Linked DNA regions of Mus musculus: region 2 is linked to region 1. A link is a contact called in public HiChIP or PLAC-seq data. All regions are on one chromosome and are shown on one strand. Each heading gives the region's core, a stretch centred on a gene start, on an enhancer-like site or on the middle of the called end of the contact. The rest is flanking DNA. Distances are from core to core; before and after follow the strand shown.

Region 1 (6,922 bases), core at 2,010-4,509:
CACACTCTCTGGCCACATCACTGAGGTGAAAGTCATCGCTCCCAGGCAGGTGCTCTGTGCCAGCTAAGGCACTGGGCCAACACCTGAGGATGCCACCGTCCCTCTTAACTCATCCTATGAGTCTTGTAAAGTCAACATTGCCCCATCTTACACATGAGTAACCGAGACCAGGAGAGTCTTTATCAGCAAGGATCTTGCCAAGGTCACTCAGCATCCAAGGGCCCTGGAGATCTCTGGCCACCCCCATCAGTACAGTGAGGCTTCCTGGGTGGGCAAGTGGAATGGAATCTGGGAGGCTCAGTGGACCTCTGGTTCCAGGTGACCTGGGAGTCAGACCAACCAGGCTTCCATCACTCACTCTTCTTGGTTCTCTGTGACACCTGCCGCTGCCCAGATGCACTATGAACTTTGACCTGGAAGGTTAGCCTCCTGGGCAGGAAAGGAGAGCCAGGACTCAGGAGGGTCATGATGAAACGACAGCCCCACTCCTATGGTGTCTCACTCTGGTCTCCCAAGATGGCTGGGCTGCTCATGGCTCTCTGCTGTACCTCTGGCCTCCAGAAGAACCAAGGGAGGGCAGGTCTAGCAGTGTTTCTGGACCCAAGATTGGGGCAATCAGCAGACGACTTTCTGCACTCCAGATCCCTTCTGGTGGTCAGGGTACAGGGCCTTCCTTTTGTTTTCTTGTCTGGGTGGTTGAGAACTACCATCTCCCTTCTGTGCCTCAGTTTCCTCTTCTGAGCCGTGGGAAAACACTGTATCTGAGGCAAAGGATGAGGAAGCAATGGGAGAAGTGAGGGAGGGTGGAGCAGGGCCAGGCTGCAGCCTCTGTTTGTCCTAGTGCTGGGTCCAGAGCACCCCAAGTGGCAAACCTGTGTCCGGCTGGGTTTGAAAGCTGTTTGAGAAAATCCCATGAGGCTGTTGTGGGCTGGGGTGTTTTCTCCAGAGCAGAAAGATTATGAAAGATATGTGAGGACAGACAGGGCTAGAGTTTGGTGAGGTTTAGGAAATTCAGCAAACGGGACTCAATGGTAGAGGAATTAAATGATGAAGGGAGTGGCCAGGTGGACCACCCAGTTTGGCTTGAGACCCCAAATAAAGGATGGGCCCGGCTGGGGACAGGAGCTGGGAGAAAGCTACTGTGCCCAGGCTCAGTTTGTCTGTAGCTTTGGATGGGTAAACTTGAGGGATAGTATTCCAGAAAGGAATACCATGTGGGCAAGGGGAAGGATAAGGGGGCTGGGGGAGGAAAAGGCCCAGTGTCGGGGTGAAGGACAGTAAATACTGGCTGCTGTCTTTCAACAAGGCTGAGGGTGTGCCAGCTGCGGCAGCCACCTGGTGTTGATGGGTTAATGATCAGGGAGGGTGAGCGGGTGAGTGACAGGATGTCAGGGGAGCCTGCCACCCACACAATGGGCCACATGGTCGCCAGAGCAGTAGACAGGGTCTTGATAAGATTTGGCTCTGTTCCATAGTCGCCGGGGGACTGCAAAGGGAGCCCCAGCCCCCAGATGTGTGTACAAGGCAGGGCCTGGGAGATAGGAGTTGAGAGGTTACTCGGTTGAAAGTGCTTGGTGCTAGCTCAGACTTAGCCAGATCCTGGCAGCTGGCCCTCAAGAGCATTCATTCATTCCATTCACCCATCAGTCACAAGCCCTTGGAGGAGACCAGACTCTCCCACCTAAGGAGACCCGGGGGCAGAAACTATGGTGATGACATAGGTCCTAAGGTCCCTTACTGCACACTGGGCAGGCCGTCTGTCATGGAATTGACAGCAGCCTCTCCAGGGCAGTGGCCACTCTGGTTAGCCCTGTTCCACAGAAAGGAAAACCATGGCTCTAGCCACTGAGGTCACAGTGCCAGCAGGAGGTGAGGCTGGCATGCTGGCATTGAACTCCCTGGCCTATGGACTCTAAGATTCTCTCCATCACTCTTGGGTGGTCCCCAGCCTGGCTGCTCCCTTGAGGTCCCCCCTCCCCCCCCAGGGCTTTCTGGATGGCAGAGGGTTGACCTCATGTCTCTTCTGTTTCCTGACTCTCTGGGTCAGCAGGGGCAGAGTAGAGAGCCAGGAGCGGACTTAGGGCTCCTGCAGCATCTTCCTTCTACCTGGCTCCTGCCTCCTCCTGCCTGCCCCGTCAGCCTGGATCCTGAAGGTCAGATTCTGTACCTCCTGCCCCGGCCCCTGAGTCCTCTCACATCATATCCTGTTGTCTTCAAGGGCCTCCTGCTTCTCTCAGGTCTCTGCAGCTGCCTTTCTAGAACATTCTCATCAGTCATGCTTGCGGCTTGCTTCTGCCTCTCTGTCCTTCCGGCCGCTTGTGTGACTGTGGCCTCCCCACCCAGACCTTCCTGATAGTCCTGCCTCACCCCCACTCAGCTTGTTACTCTCAGGCCCCTGTCTTCAGCCAGGGCAGGTCCAGCATCTGAGACCTGAAACCTCGGGTGTTTCCCTAGGATCTGCGAGTCCTCAGCCTCAGAGATACCAAAGCAGCAGGAGACGTTGGTCACCAGCCTGTCTCATACTCTGCCTCAGGCACACCTGACATCTTACACACTTCACTATAGAGTGAAGGGCCAGGTGTGATGTGTCTGTGTCCCACCCTGCTTCTTCAGATGGCTACACCTCTCACAGAGGTGAAGGGACCTGAGGAGCCACAGGTTGGCCATGAAGATAATTCTGTTCCTTCATCTCTGGGGCCTCTGAGGGAGAAGCTACAAGAGGAGATGTTCACCTGATCCTCTAGTTCTTCCTTCTTACCTAGACAATTCCAGTGCAGGCTCATCTTATCTCTAGGCATGGACAGTAAGTGGAAGGGCAGAAATCCCTAAGTCTGCCCTGAGATGATGAGACTTGTGTTAGTAGACGAAGTTAAAGCTGGACAGACAGGAGCAAGCGCCAAGGCTGAGGTTCCCCTTTCCCTCCTGTGAGGATGGGCAATGAGACCTACACAGTGGGAGAGGCTTTGATAAAGTCTTCGGTGATGGAAGAGACCAATTTTGGGGTGGGAGTGGAGGAACTGCAGGCTCCTCTTCCTGGGACCGGCATGCAATGTGACTTTAGCCAAGCCTTCTCTGGACTTCCTGCTCGTACAAGCACGGTTGTGGTTGCAACTGAGGTGGTCTCAAACTCAAGGCCTCAGAAGTTCTCTTCCCATCAATGCAGCCCCACACTTGCCCAGCAAAGGGTTAAGCTCTTGGCGCCAGCTCCGCAGAGTAACCCCCCCTCCTTTTCACAAACACTTGTAGGAAATCAGGCTGGGCGCTTCCTGCAAGGAGGAGGAGGCAAGGCAAGGCCTCAGCTGCAGGGGCGGGGAGAAGTGGGGAGGGATGCTTGTCTGTGAGCTGAGGCCGTTCTGGCTGGCAGAGCAGTCTGGAGGCGTTCCAGGCTGCTGTGGAGGCAGGGGGCTCCCCAGGTTTGAAACAAAGACCTTGTGGGCAGCTCCCCTGAGCCCAGGCCGGCAGGATGGTGGTGTAGTACTAGTGAGGTAAGGAGCTGAGCCAGGAGGAGGGCCAGAGGGAAGGCCGCCTTCCCTCTGGATGGGCCAGTCATAGACTCTGGACAACCCTGGCAGGCAGCCCAGCCCAGCCAGGAAATCACAGCTACGCAGCTGCTGCCACTCCTGTCCAGTTCTGGGAGTCCGGCCCCCACGAAAGAGTGGACCCCAAGATGCTAGTTTCCAGTTCCAGATCCAATTTGGTTCCCTTGGTGAACTTGGACCCGTGTTGGTCCCTCTCTGTCCCCCGGGGTGGGCTCATCTCAAGGCCAGTTAGTGCTTGGGTTACTGAGGGTCTCGAGATGTTCGGAAGTGAGGAACAGGCCAGGAGATGACACCCTCCTACCCAAATAAGGGCAGGGACAAAGTGGGGGCCAGGAAGCCAGCTTAGAGCTACAGTAGGACAAGATGAGAGTCAGTAATAGCCTGGCCCCTTGTTAGTTCCTCCCAGGCTCTTTGGGTGAGCCAAGGGACAGTCCGGGGACATCCGTCATGGGTATCTCCACTTGCCGCAGGCCAAAGGCCACTCCTGTGAACAGGTCTATGCCCTGCCACGGATCCAAACTTGCTTTGGAGCCCCACAGCCCAGCCCTTCAAAAGGGTCCAGCAGCTTGGTAAGGAGGTCTTTCCCCTGCCATCCTCCTGCCTCCTATACATCTCCTGGCCTTGGTTTAATAGTCACAGTGTTCTAAACTTCCTGGTTGTTCTCATTAGGTGGGTGCCTCTGTTTCCTCATCGGGATGAGGTTAAGGTGGGGATGTCCTGGCTCTCTCTAGCTGGGTAGCATGGAGATTCTGAATGCCAGGGCTGCTGAAGGTTGAAGCTTCAGTGGGGGAGGATCATCCTGGACACACACGCACACGCACGCACACACACACACACACACACACACACACACACACACACACACACACATGCACGCACGCACGCGCGCGCTCGAGAGAGAGAGAGCTGTATGAAGCAGTGTGTGGGGAACAGGGCATTGCCTAGCTAGTTGCTAAATAGAATCCCTGGAGGGTGTGACAACATGGAGATCAGTTCTGTACAGGTGTTAGGTGATAAGAAGCAAGGACATAGAGAAAGCAGTGTTTGGTGTTTTTTTGGGGAGGGTGGGGTGCAGTTTCTCTGGGGGCAGGTGGGGACCTTTAGCTCAATGGCCCAACCATTAGCAGGACCTAGTTATAGAGGGGCTGGCCCTCCTGGGTCAGGACATCATAATTCGAATCCCCAGCTTCCACTGCTACCCTGACGGCTGTCCAGACTTCCCTGCCTGCCTGTGGCACTCAGGGGCCAGGCCCTGAGCCATCCTTGAAGTTCAGCTTGTATTTTCAGACCTCTGTGTTTTTGTCTGTGCTGTTCCTCTGTCCCGATTCCCCTTCCTCTTTCTCCCCTAGATGTGCTTGGTCTGTTAAAGCTGTCACCAAACTTCCTTCTTCAGTGGTTTTTCTGGATTGCGTCCTCCACGGAGGGTGGGATCTTGGCAAGCATGTGTGTTTCTGTATCCTAGGGGCTGAGAACCTCCAAGTTCATTTGGTGCGTCTCTGAGGGTCAGGGTGCTCACCAGACAGAGGGATGGGTGCAGCAGGAACAGGCCTAGGTGACCACCATTCCCCTTTACAGAGAGGAGCAGTCAGCCAGCCACATGCCTCGAGTGGCTGGAACATACAGGGCTGGCTGGGATCTGCTTGCCTGGTGCTCAGCCTGCTGCTCTATTGCAACTTCATCTCTGCCTGAGGTTGGTACCTATTTGACACTGATGTGTGTTTGTTGATTGACTACCTGACTTGGCCAGTTCCAGGCTCCATGACACTGAGGGCTGTGACTTGCACAGAAGAGTAAGGTCTTTCTCAGGTAAAGCTCACAAGTCGAGGCACTTGAGAAATGGGTGCAAAACTGTAACCACTGACTGTTGCTGCCAGGGATGTGTGGGCTCTCCGGAGAACGGTGAGATTTTTGTGGCTGAGTCATTGCAGCAAACTGGCCGTTCCTCTTTCTGCACGTAGGGGCCTCTGCGATGGTGCAGGCTGCTCTGCGGTGGGCTAGGGGAAAGAAAAAAATGACATTTCAAAAGTCAGAAAACCACATGCTGCAGCCCTGCCTCAGCAGAGATGTCAGGAGGTGTGGTTGCACCCCCCTCTACCTGCCCTCGCCTCCGCACTGGGCTGAAGCTGGAGAGGCTCTGTTGAGGTCCTTGCTTAAAGGAAGAGTCTGAAGACTTGACCTGGGGCCTCTGAGCCAGGATCCCACAGACATCAACCGAGTGCACACAAGGTCGGGATCCCCCATCACCATGGATTTGAAGTAGGGGTGCAGGTCCTGTACGGGAACGAGGGGCCTTGAACTTAGATTTACAGTATTTTGTGGGGATCGGGGCAGTACATGGGTGCCACTGCACACACCAGAGGCCAGAAGACAACCTGGAGTGTGAGTCTCAGTTGCCAACTTGTTTTAGGCAGCCCCTCCCTCCCTCACGGCTTGTGTATGCTAGGTTGGCTGACAACATCCTGTCTGGTGTCCATCTCCTTGCAGGAGCGTGCTGGAGTTACACATGCTTGCACGCAGCTTTTATGTGAGTTCTGGAGACTCGAACTCAGGTCATTAGGGTTGTGAGGCCAGCATTTTACCTGCCGAGCCATCCCTCCAGACCCAACTTAAGAACTTTTCCATTCATCCTTTAAAAAAAATTACATTTAATCATTGTAGTGTGTTTGTGCATGTGTTACGTATGTACATATGTAGAATGTCGTGGCCCATTTGAGAGTCAGTTCTTTCCTATCATGTGGGGCCCAGGGATCGAACTCAGTTCCTCAGGCTTGGCGGCAAGGGCCTTTAGCTGCTGAACCATCTCACCAGCCCTCTCTTGCTTCATTTTAAAATTCTTTTCCTAATAATGTAGTATTTGGATATGTGGATATGCAGTTAGAAGTATGCAGATTATCACTGTTGGGGATGTGTGGTTACTGACCAAACAAGAGCCCTGGGCCAGGTCATAGTACTTACTGACCAGTGGATCCTGGCCTGGTTAGTCACTGTTATTTCTGAGCTTCGATCTTGCTACTGAGATGGGAAGGCAGCTCTGTTAAGCTCCCTGCTGACCTAGCAGAGCGGGGGCGGGGTGTGTGTGTGTGTGTGTGTGTGTGTGTGTGTAGAGATACGTGGGACATTCAGGAGTTCTACAGGGCCTGGGGCAGAAGGACTAGCTGGGGGGGGGGGGCAGGGAGAGTCACAGCTAAAGGACTTAGCCCATGGCGCTGCCTAGTCTTTGTGCAGCCAGACTTTCCCAAGCAGTCCCTGTCTCTGGGGAACTGAGTCTAGAAATAGCTGCCTGATGACTTTCCCCAACTACATTGTGAGAGCATCGCCCAAGTGCCCCCCAGAGGCTCAAGGAGAACTCCAACTGCTCAACCTCAGAGGATGGGGTCCTATAC
Region 2 (7,474 bases), core at 3,943-6,442, 540 kb before region 1:
GAACCAGCAGGTGGCAGCCTCCTCCCATCTTAGGAGGGCAATGACCCCGGGTGTTCCTAATAGAGATGGTTGATGTTATTGGGGTTCTTGGCAAGAGGACTAGACTGGTGATTTGCCGATACCTCTGAGAAAACAATTTCTTCCCCTTCGCATTAACCTTCTCCATGGGAGTCTCCAATACTTCCTAGCGACTTATAAGAAGCCTGATTGGCCATCAATTCTTTCCTAATTCCTTATCTGCTTTTTATCCTAGGGTGGGGACAGGAACATTGCAAGCAAGGAGGTGTTTCTGTCCCAGTGACCAACTACCATTCTGATTTGACATGGGCCCTGGTAATAAACAGCCTCCTCTACAACTTGCTGAGCAACTGGCTCCTTTGTACCCTAAGCCCATTTCTGGTTTCCATCTGTTTGCTCATCCCCTCTTGCTGGTTATAAAGACAACCTGTAATATCCCCCATTGTCCTGGTCTATCTCTAACCTTTTACCAGTGATACTTCTAGTCCTCTTTACTCATTTTGATTCCCAGCATGGAGACAGGTGGGGAAATGTGGGACCAACTTCTCCCCATGGCTCTCACTATGCCTAGTGCTGTTGGCTTTCTCTCTATCAAGCCCTGTTTAGATATTGGCTCTTGCACATCATCTTTATTAACATGAGCAGCAATTGGCATAAAGTCAAGAGCACCTTAGCACCTGCTTCCTGGAGCCAGTCTCCATCCAAAAGCACTATAACGTGTTCTCTTCAATCATATTGTGCTGCTCTGTGGCTCAAATCCTGACACTTGTCTTCTGGTTCAAAGAAAAACTCAACATAACAGTGGCCTTGAAGATGCCTACCTCTCTGTCCTATGATGCTCTGGGGGACTGGCCTCCCACTAAGCCACTCAGGAGGCATGGCCACTGGAAGTCCTTGATCAAAAATGGTTTTTCCAGGCAGACAGTGGTGGCACAGACCTTTAATCCCAGCACTTGGAAAGCAGAGGCATGCAGATCTCTGTGATTTTGATACTAGCCTGGTCTACAGAGTAAGTTCTAGAACAAACAGGGCTACATAGAGAGACTCTATCTTGAGCCCCAACCCTCAATCAAAAAATGTTCTTCCCTTGGCACAGGTATGGCTTATTTTAACTTTGAGTTGTATTCCAGCACCATTATCTCCCTGAGATATTTCCTCCATAACCCTCCCCCCACCTCTCTCTCCATCTCTGTGTCTCTGTGTCTGTCTGTCTGTCTGTCTGTCTGTCTGTCTCTCTCTCTCTCTCTCTCTCTCTCTCTCTCTCTCTCCCTCTCACACACACACACACACACACACACACACACACACACACACACACACACACACCATCCCCAACACTCCTTTTCTTCTACAGCATGCACTTCTACCCTTTTGCTTATTCCTGTGTATTGTCTCTGGAAATCAGTTTCTGACCATGTTTTCTTTACCTCGTCTTCGGCACCAAGAACAAAGCCATCCTAGCATTTCCTAGCTACTACTTATTTGTTCACTGAACACATAAGCAGACCAGGGAGGAGGGCTCAGCAGTCTCATTAGCTCCACTTACTAATGGAGTTTGTGCTCCACTTGCACAAACCGTAACAGCATCAATCATCAATATTAGGAACGCCCAGGATTCCTAACAGAGTGCTGACAGTATCCCGTAACTCCTGTTCATCATTGTACAGCTGAAATAAACAGAAAGTGATCTTGATGCCACACCTATAATCATCATGGATCTGATTTCAGATCATGCTTGCCCTTGCCATGAGCTTAACAAAAGAGAATAGAAGAGTGTGGTTTAGAGAAACAGTCACAGAATTGCTCTATGAGGGCATGTAGAAATAGACTTTTATCCAGAGAATTAGATTGTCCTCCAGTGAACTTAGCAGAAAACTTGGGTTGAGGTGAGGGGCAAATACTATGAATTTCAGTGTTTTTTAAAGACAGAGTACACTACACGCCTAACCAAAGGAAAAGTACTTCTCCCAGGACTCTGTATTCACAGGGTTCCTCAGGAGCACCCTCCCAGTTTCAGAGCAGGGAAGGAACATTTCTTAAGAATCAGAGGGAGAGAAGGCACATCCACTGACCTCTCAAAGCATCACTGATGCTGAAGGTCCTTAAGAGCATGAAGGAAAGGAGAGGGGAGTTTCCCAGGCATGCTGGGGGCAGCTCCAGCATGGCCTCCCTCTCTTGTGTGCTCAGGAGTTGCTCAAAAGGACCAAAGGAGGCCTTGGTTGTCCCCAGAGCCATCGTCTTTGCTCTGTAGATTTTCTTCTCACTAAGGACTTAATAAGTAGCTAGCAGAGGAGAAGAAGAAGAGGCCCTCAGTGTACGAAAAGAGCCTCAGAGTCAGAAAGAGAGTAGAGCCAACTTCAAAGAGGCTGAGGACCATGCTCCACTGGGTGCCTTTCAGATGAGCAGGAGATCCAGGTGTGGACAGATGTGTCAATCCAAAAACCCGAGTGAAGCGCATTAGGTGCCTTCCACTCCATGTGACTGATGAGACCTCAGAGCAGACTGCAGATTCTTGAGTATGTCCATCACTGTGCTTTGATGGAGAGGAGCACTGAATCCCTTCCACGTCTACTGGACCACCACTGTCATGTCTCAAATATCCACTCCCACCACTGCAGCACGCCACGGGTAAAGAATCCTCAATGCCACATCTACCATTAGATGGATAGGCACCCCATTACAAACTCTTCATTAATAAATCAATTTATACTGCCCGGAGGATACTTGGAATTCAGAGGTCACATCAAGCCTTGTAGAAAAGAAGTTTTCACTCTGTTGACAGATGAGGTATTATATCTGCCATCCTTAGAATGAGGTCTATGTAGGCCTCCAGGAGAGTGGAGAGAATAGAAACTACCTCTTGAGAAAATGATCATTGATAAAGAACAGAGATGTGATGTTTGTTTTAAAACAACCTCTGTCATAAACAGAGTAGACTTGCTTGCTGAGTGATAGAGAGAAACAGAATCTAATAATGGATTCCACAAGAAAACAAAATAGGCTAAGGGAGGAAGACTTGGAAAGACCAAAGTCATACCAAGAAAGAGATTCTCATAGCAGCAGCAAGCCCTTGACTTGACATGGCAAGGGCCTCAGGTACTAATGGTAACTAGGTGAACTGCAATCTGCCCTCACCCCCAGCCCTACGGTATCTCCCTTCTAGGCCTCTGACTTGGTTCTCTCTTGCTTCCAAGGTGTTGAAGATGTTTCCTCTCCAGGTTTTCAGTCTCTAGCCTGCATCCCAAGTGCAATGGACTGAGACAAGCATGAAGATTTGAGACACTGGGAAATGTAAGCACTCTTCTTTGGAGAACAAAGGAATTCTGAAAGAGCACGTCCCCAGAGACCACATACACAGGAGCTACCCCTACAAAGTGATGAACCCCAACACCTCTGATTTAATCCATATTCCCACAAATGTGCTTCTTACTGAAAGAAAAAAAAAAGCAGTCAGCCCCAGACATGACGAATGTCTCTGTCTCCTGGGTTGGAATCACTTTTACAAGAAATTATTCTTGGGCAAATTTCTCTGTTACATGAGCCTTTCCAAACCTCACCTAGGAAGCTGCAAGAAACTTGGAACGCAGTCAGAGGCGCGTGCCTATAAAGGAGATCTTTACCATAAAGAGATCGTATCCCTCTCTTCCTTGCCCTAGACACCACATAATCCTTTGTTTTCTCTTCCCCCAAGTAATCCACAGAGTATTCCAGTGGAACTTAAGTCACTCGATGTGCATCTTATAACAGATGCTTTCAATGCTAAGACGAGAGTCTGGGTAAAGTAGGACCCCTGACCATGCAGTCAGGAAACTGCCTCGCCTGCCAGACAGTGAGTGTGTTGGAAACAGGAATTATGTCTTTGAGTCTTTGTGGCAGTCATCACTGTTGAGAAAAGTAGCAGTGCTCATGAGTGAATGGACCATCCGTCTCTTTCAAATCCTGGTTCTACAATGGAACTAGCCATCTACATTTGGTCATGCTCCCTAATGATTTAGGGTTTTCAAACGTTTTCTTTTATAAAACACAAATGATAACTGTCTCATATAACTACAATAAATGCACCGCTGTACCTACAATACAGAGCTGCACCGTAGTAAATGACAAACAGTATCTTGGCTATACTCCCCGCAGCCATCCTTCACACAGACTAAATGATCAATACCCATTTGACTGGCTGGTCAATAGGTGGAGCTAATGTGAGTGCTTTCGGTTAATTTAAGTGGAAGCCTGAACAGGCCAGGTCAAGTGCCTCGTGCCTTTTAGCTGCTTTACAGAAGAGCATGAAGCAGGCAAAGAAAAATGAATGTTAACTCTAAACATACCTAGTTGAGTGTGAGAAGCAGACAAAATTATATCTCACTTCCATTATGACTTCTAATTTGGTACTCTAGTCTCATGAAGCAAAGGCCCAGGTCCTCCAGAGAATCACATAAGATGTCTACCTCTGGTGGCTGGTCATGACAAAGCTGATTATGGAAAACTATACTCAAAGTCGTATATCCTTTAGGGAGTCACAAGAGATATCCCTACAGCATCCGGTGCCCTCACAAATATACCTGCAGACAAATATGTGTGCAGTGCTGCTCAGGATGTCAACTGTCTATCAGTTGGCAGCTCCCAGGTTAATTTGCTACAAGGACAGAGTTATTGCCTTTCAGTCATCATGGCTCAGGTCTATGCTGTGGTCTATTTGTTCTAGTTCCTTCCACCAGTCTCTCTTCTCCTTTTCACGCCAATGATGTAATTTGCTCTCTGTTTTACCCATACACCACTAAAAATTCTTCCACAAAGAATAATATTTAAGATGTGAAATTGTACAGATTCCCATTTTGTAAAAGCTCCTTGGTGTTTCTTCTTTAGGTCCTCCATTTTGACACGAAAGATGGAGCTAAAAATAAAACAAGCCCTGATTGACAGCAGTTCCTGTTACAGCTGCTGTCCATATCAAAGTTCATTTAACCTTCACCACCACCCTATAGTCTCCATTCTACAGAGCTGGAAACTGAGGCAGGTTTGGCCAGTGTCACTGAGGCGGTGGTCTGCTTTATGCAATCGGAATTAAGTGAAACACGCTGACTTGAAACCTTACTACCCAAGTGGTGGCAATGGTTGTGAACATGATTAACAGCCTCAGCCTGCACATCTGAGCTGACAAGAGGGCCACACCCCTTTCCTGTGACCACTAACATCAACTCTACCAGGAGGGAGTACAGACTCTAAATGCAGAAGTGATAGAAACCAGGGGGTTACTTGTTGTTATAAGTCTATTTGGAGGAGAAAAAAATCCTTAAGGCAAAAAGACATATGCCTTGATGATTTCTCTGCCTGCAGGGTGGATGCAGCACTCTGTAGCCTCCCCTGTGGAGGGGAGATAGTTCCCTGCAGCACAGAGAATTGAGACAAGATCATGAGGTCACTATCAAGTGGAACCTATATCCTCAGCTCCGGGAATGTGAGACACTGTGTTCAGAGAAGCTGTACAGGCATGCTTGTCTACCTGCAGCCTAGAGAGTCCATGCTGGTAGAAGATGTCTTCACATGCCTCTTCATTCCAGGCCCTCCAGGACACCCGGGGCAATTTTAGGCTACACACATGAGTCTACAGAGGCTATAGAGATGAGACCCAAAAATCCCTGTGTTCGTTCCTGAAGTCCCACTATGTTTAGGTTTGGAGAACAGACTGTAACCACACAGAAATCTGCACTAAGGCTGTAAGGAAGTCATCACTTTCTCCAGCCTCCAATGACATCATGCACCTGGCTACACTGAAGAAGAGGAACCAGATACAAAATTCTCCATGCCAGCCCACCTCCACCTGTGCATATAAGTCTGGGTCTGTCCTGTCTCTGAGTGACAACCTATTGCTGCCTCCCTCTGAACCTCTGATAGTTGGTCTCTGTGCCTTTTGTGTTCAACTCTGTAGAATTCCCTGCCCTCACCTCTTGATGTCCTCCACCCCACACGTAATAATCATCTGAGCCATCGCATGCTTTATTACCTGCTTCTTACCCTGGAATCTGACCTCTCTATATAATTGCCCAAGTCAAGTCTGGCATCAGTCTTGCTTGAACCTCTGCCATGACCTGGACATGCTGTGAGCTGGTAGGTTTTAACCCAGATACTAGAAAAGGGTCATGAAGAAAAACTGGCATTGGATAGAGGAACCACAGTAGCCTCCTTCAGACAGAATGTCAAGAGGGCTATCTCTAAAACTGGGACATTTGAATCTAAACATGCATGATGGGAGACACAGTTCTTGCAAGAGGCCTGGAGTGGGGAACAGCTTGGTAACAAGGTAGCATCTACGGACACATTTTCATATTTAATCTGCAATACATATGCACATGCTCTCCCTCCAAGCCAGTGGGTCTCCACGTCTCTGCCTCAGGACTTTCTCAAGAGCTTGGGAGTCCAGTTTGTCTAAGCCAAAGTCATTTTCAAAGTGTAAAATAATGGGGGACTCTATTCCAGTTCAGGGGAGGAAGAGTGGAGGAGTGTCAAAGGTTTCTGTCCTATAGCAAGGCAATTGGGAGGCATTGTCAACCTGCCCTTGGGGGGGACAGAGTCAAGGCTACTCAGAACAGGAAACAATTGATTGTGCAACCCATGTCAACTGTTTTCCTTCCCTGTCTCACTCCACCTACTCCCTCACCCTGATCTTGGGACCATCTTTTGTGCCTTGGTCTCAGGCTCTGCCCTAAAGCCTAATGAGCTCAGAAGGAAGCGCACTGTGGTCGGAACATATGAGACTCAAGATCAAATCAGAGAGGCCATTAAGGGCTAAACAGTAAACAGCCCCTGGAAAAGCTTCAGACTGCAGACCGCAGCATTTGGGTGGTCGCCATGGAAGTCTTCCATGGACTCAGCAGACAGAACTTTAGGTGGAATGGTAGCAAGAGAGGAGGAGGAGGAAGAAGAAACAGAATTTGTTGGCAACACTGGGACTAGATGGAATTTAGACCTCAGATAAGCTGAATGATGTTCAGGGCAAAGAATTGGGACCAGCAGGGACAAGACACTGAGCTGAAGGCTACTCGTACAAATGGGGCCAGTAGGGAAGCCCCAAGATGTAGGTCTAACTCAATTGTTATGCAAGTGCCCAGAACTCGTTTCTAGTGCATTGGATTGCTATGAGAATAACCGCAGCTTTCCTGAGTGCTGCCTGCTTACAGTCAGCATACTAAGCAGTTTTCACAATGAGCCCATGCAGACCTCAAAACAGCCGTGTGTGTTATTCTCCCCATTCTATGGATGGAAAAGCTGAGGCCGGGAAGTGTTAGCATCAAGAGTTACTGGATTCCAAGTGTCATCCTCTGATCATCAGTGACCCAGCAGGATCTGAAGGTTGTGGCCCCAATTTAAGGTCAAGGATTGACTGAAATTATAAGCATGACGGTAATAGAGAGGGACTGTCTGATAGAGGCAGGAGCTGATTTTCGGTGTTAAGATACGACAT

What was found. HiChIP or PLAC-seq counts read pairs in DNA pulled down with a chosen protein or histone mark.
Region 2: an H3K27ac HiChIP or PLAC-seq map of bone marrow-derived dendritic cells shows a contact between it and region 1, with 9 times the contacts expected there. The contact joins the enhancer-like site here to the promoter of Akna in region 1. A contact is called at or near these places in 11 of 39 promoter capture datasets (the 3T3-L1 cell line, 3T3-L1-derived adipocytes, cranial neural crest and 7 more), 4 of 15 datasets of contacts at CTCF or cohesin (embryonic stem cells, large pre-B cells, pro-B cells and 1 more), 143 of 484 Hi-C or Micro-C datasets (the 3T3-L1 cell line, the AML12 cell line, the AtT-20 cell line and 82 more), 34 of 115 datasets of contacts at active chromatin or transcription factors (the 230-238 cell line, CD8 T cells, PVALB interneurons and 26 more) and 2 of 9 other capture datasets (adipose tissue and embryonic stem cells).

Annotation. Positions count from the first base shown.
Region 1 is chr4:63,399,782-63,406,703 of GRCm38.p6, reverse strand. It overlaps Akna (AT-hook transcription factor), which reads left to right and starts at 3,259. Exons shown (of 22, transcript NM_001045514.3): 1 at 3,259-3,485. Gm52742 (a long non-coding RNA gene) reads right to left here. Exons shown (of 3, transcript XR_003955424.1): 3 at 4,578-5,533.
Region 2 is chr4:63,940,784-63,948,257 of GRCm38.p6, reverse strand. No RefSeq gene overlaps it. Among named protein-coding and RNA genes, the nearest start is that of 8030451A03Rik, 40 kb to the left of the region's middle. Within about 2 kb of position 5,192, at least 28 of the 459 cell types and tissues checked have an H3K27ac peak or open chromatin away from gene starts, as enhancers often do. A contact at or near this core is called in B cells, CD8 T cells, the CH12 cell line and 7 more, where this site is marked.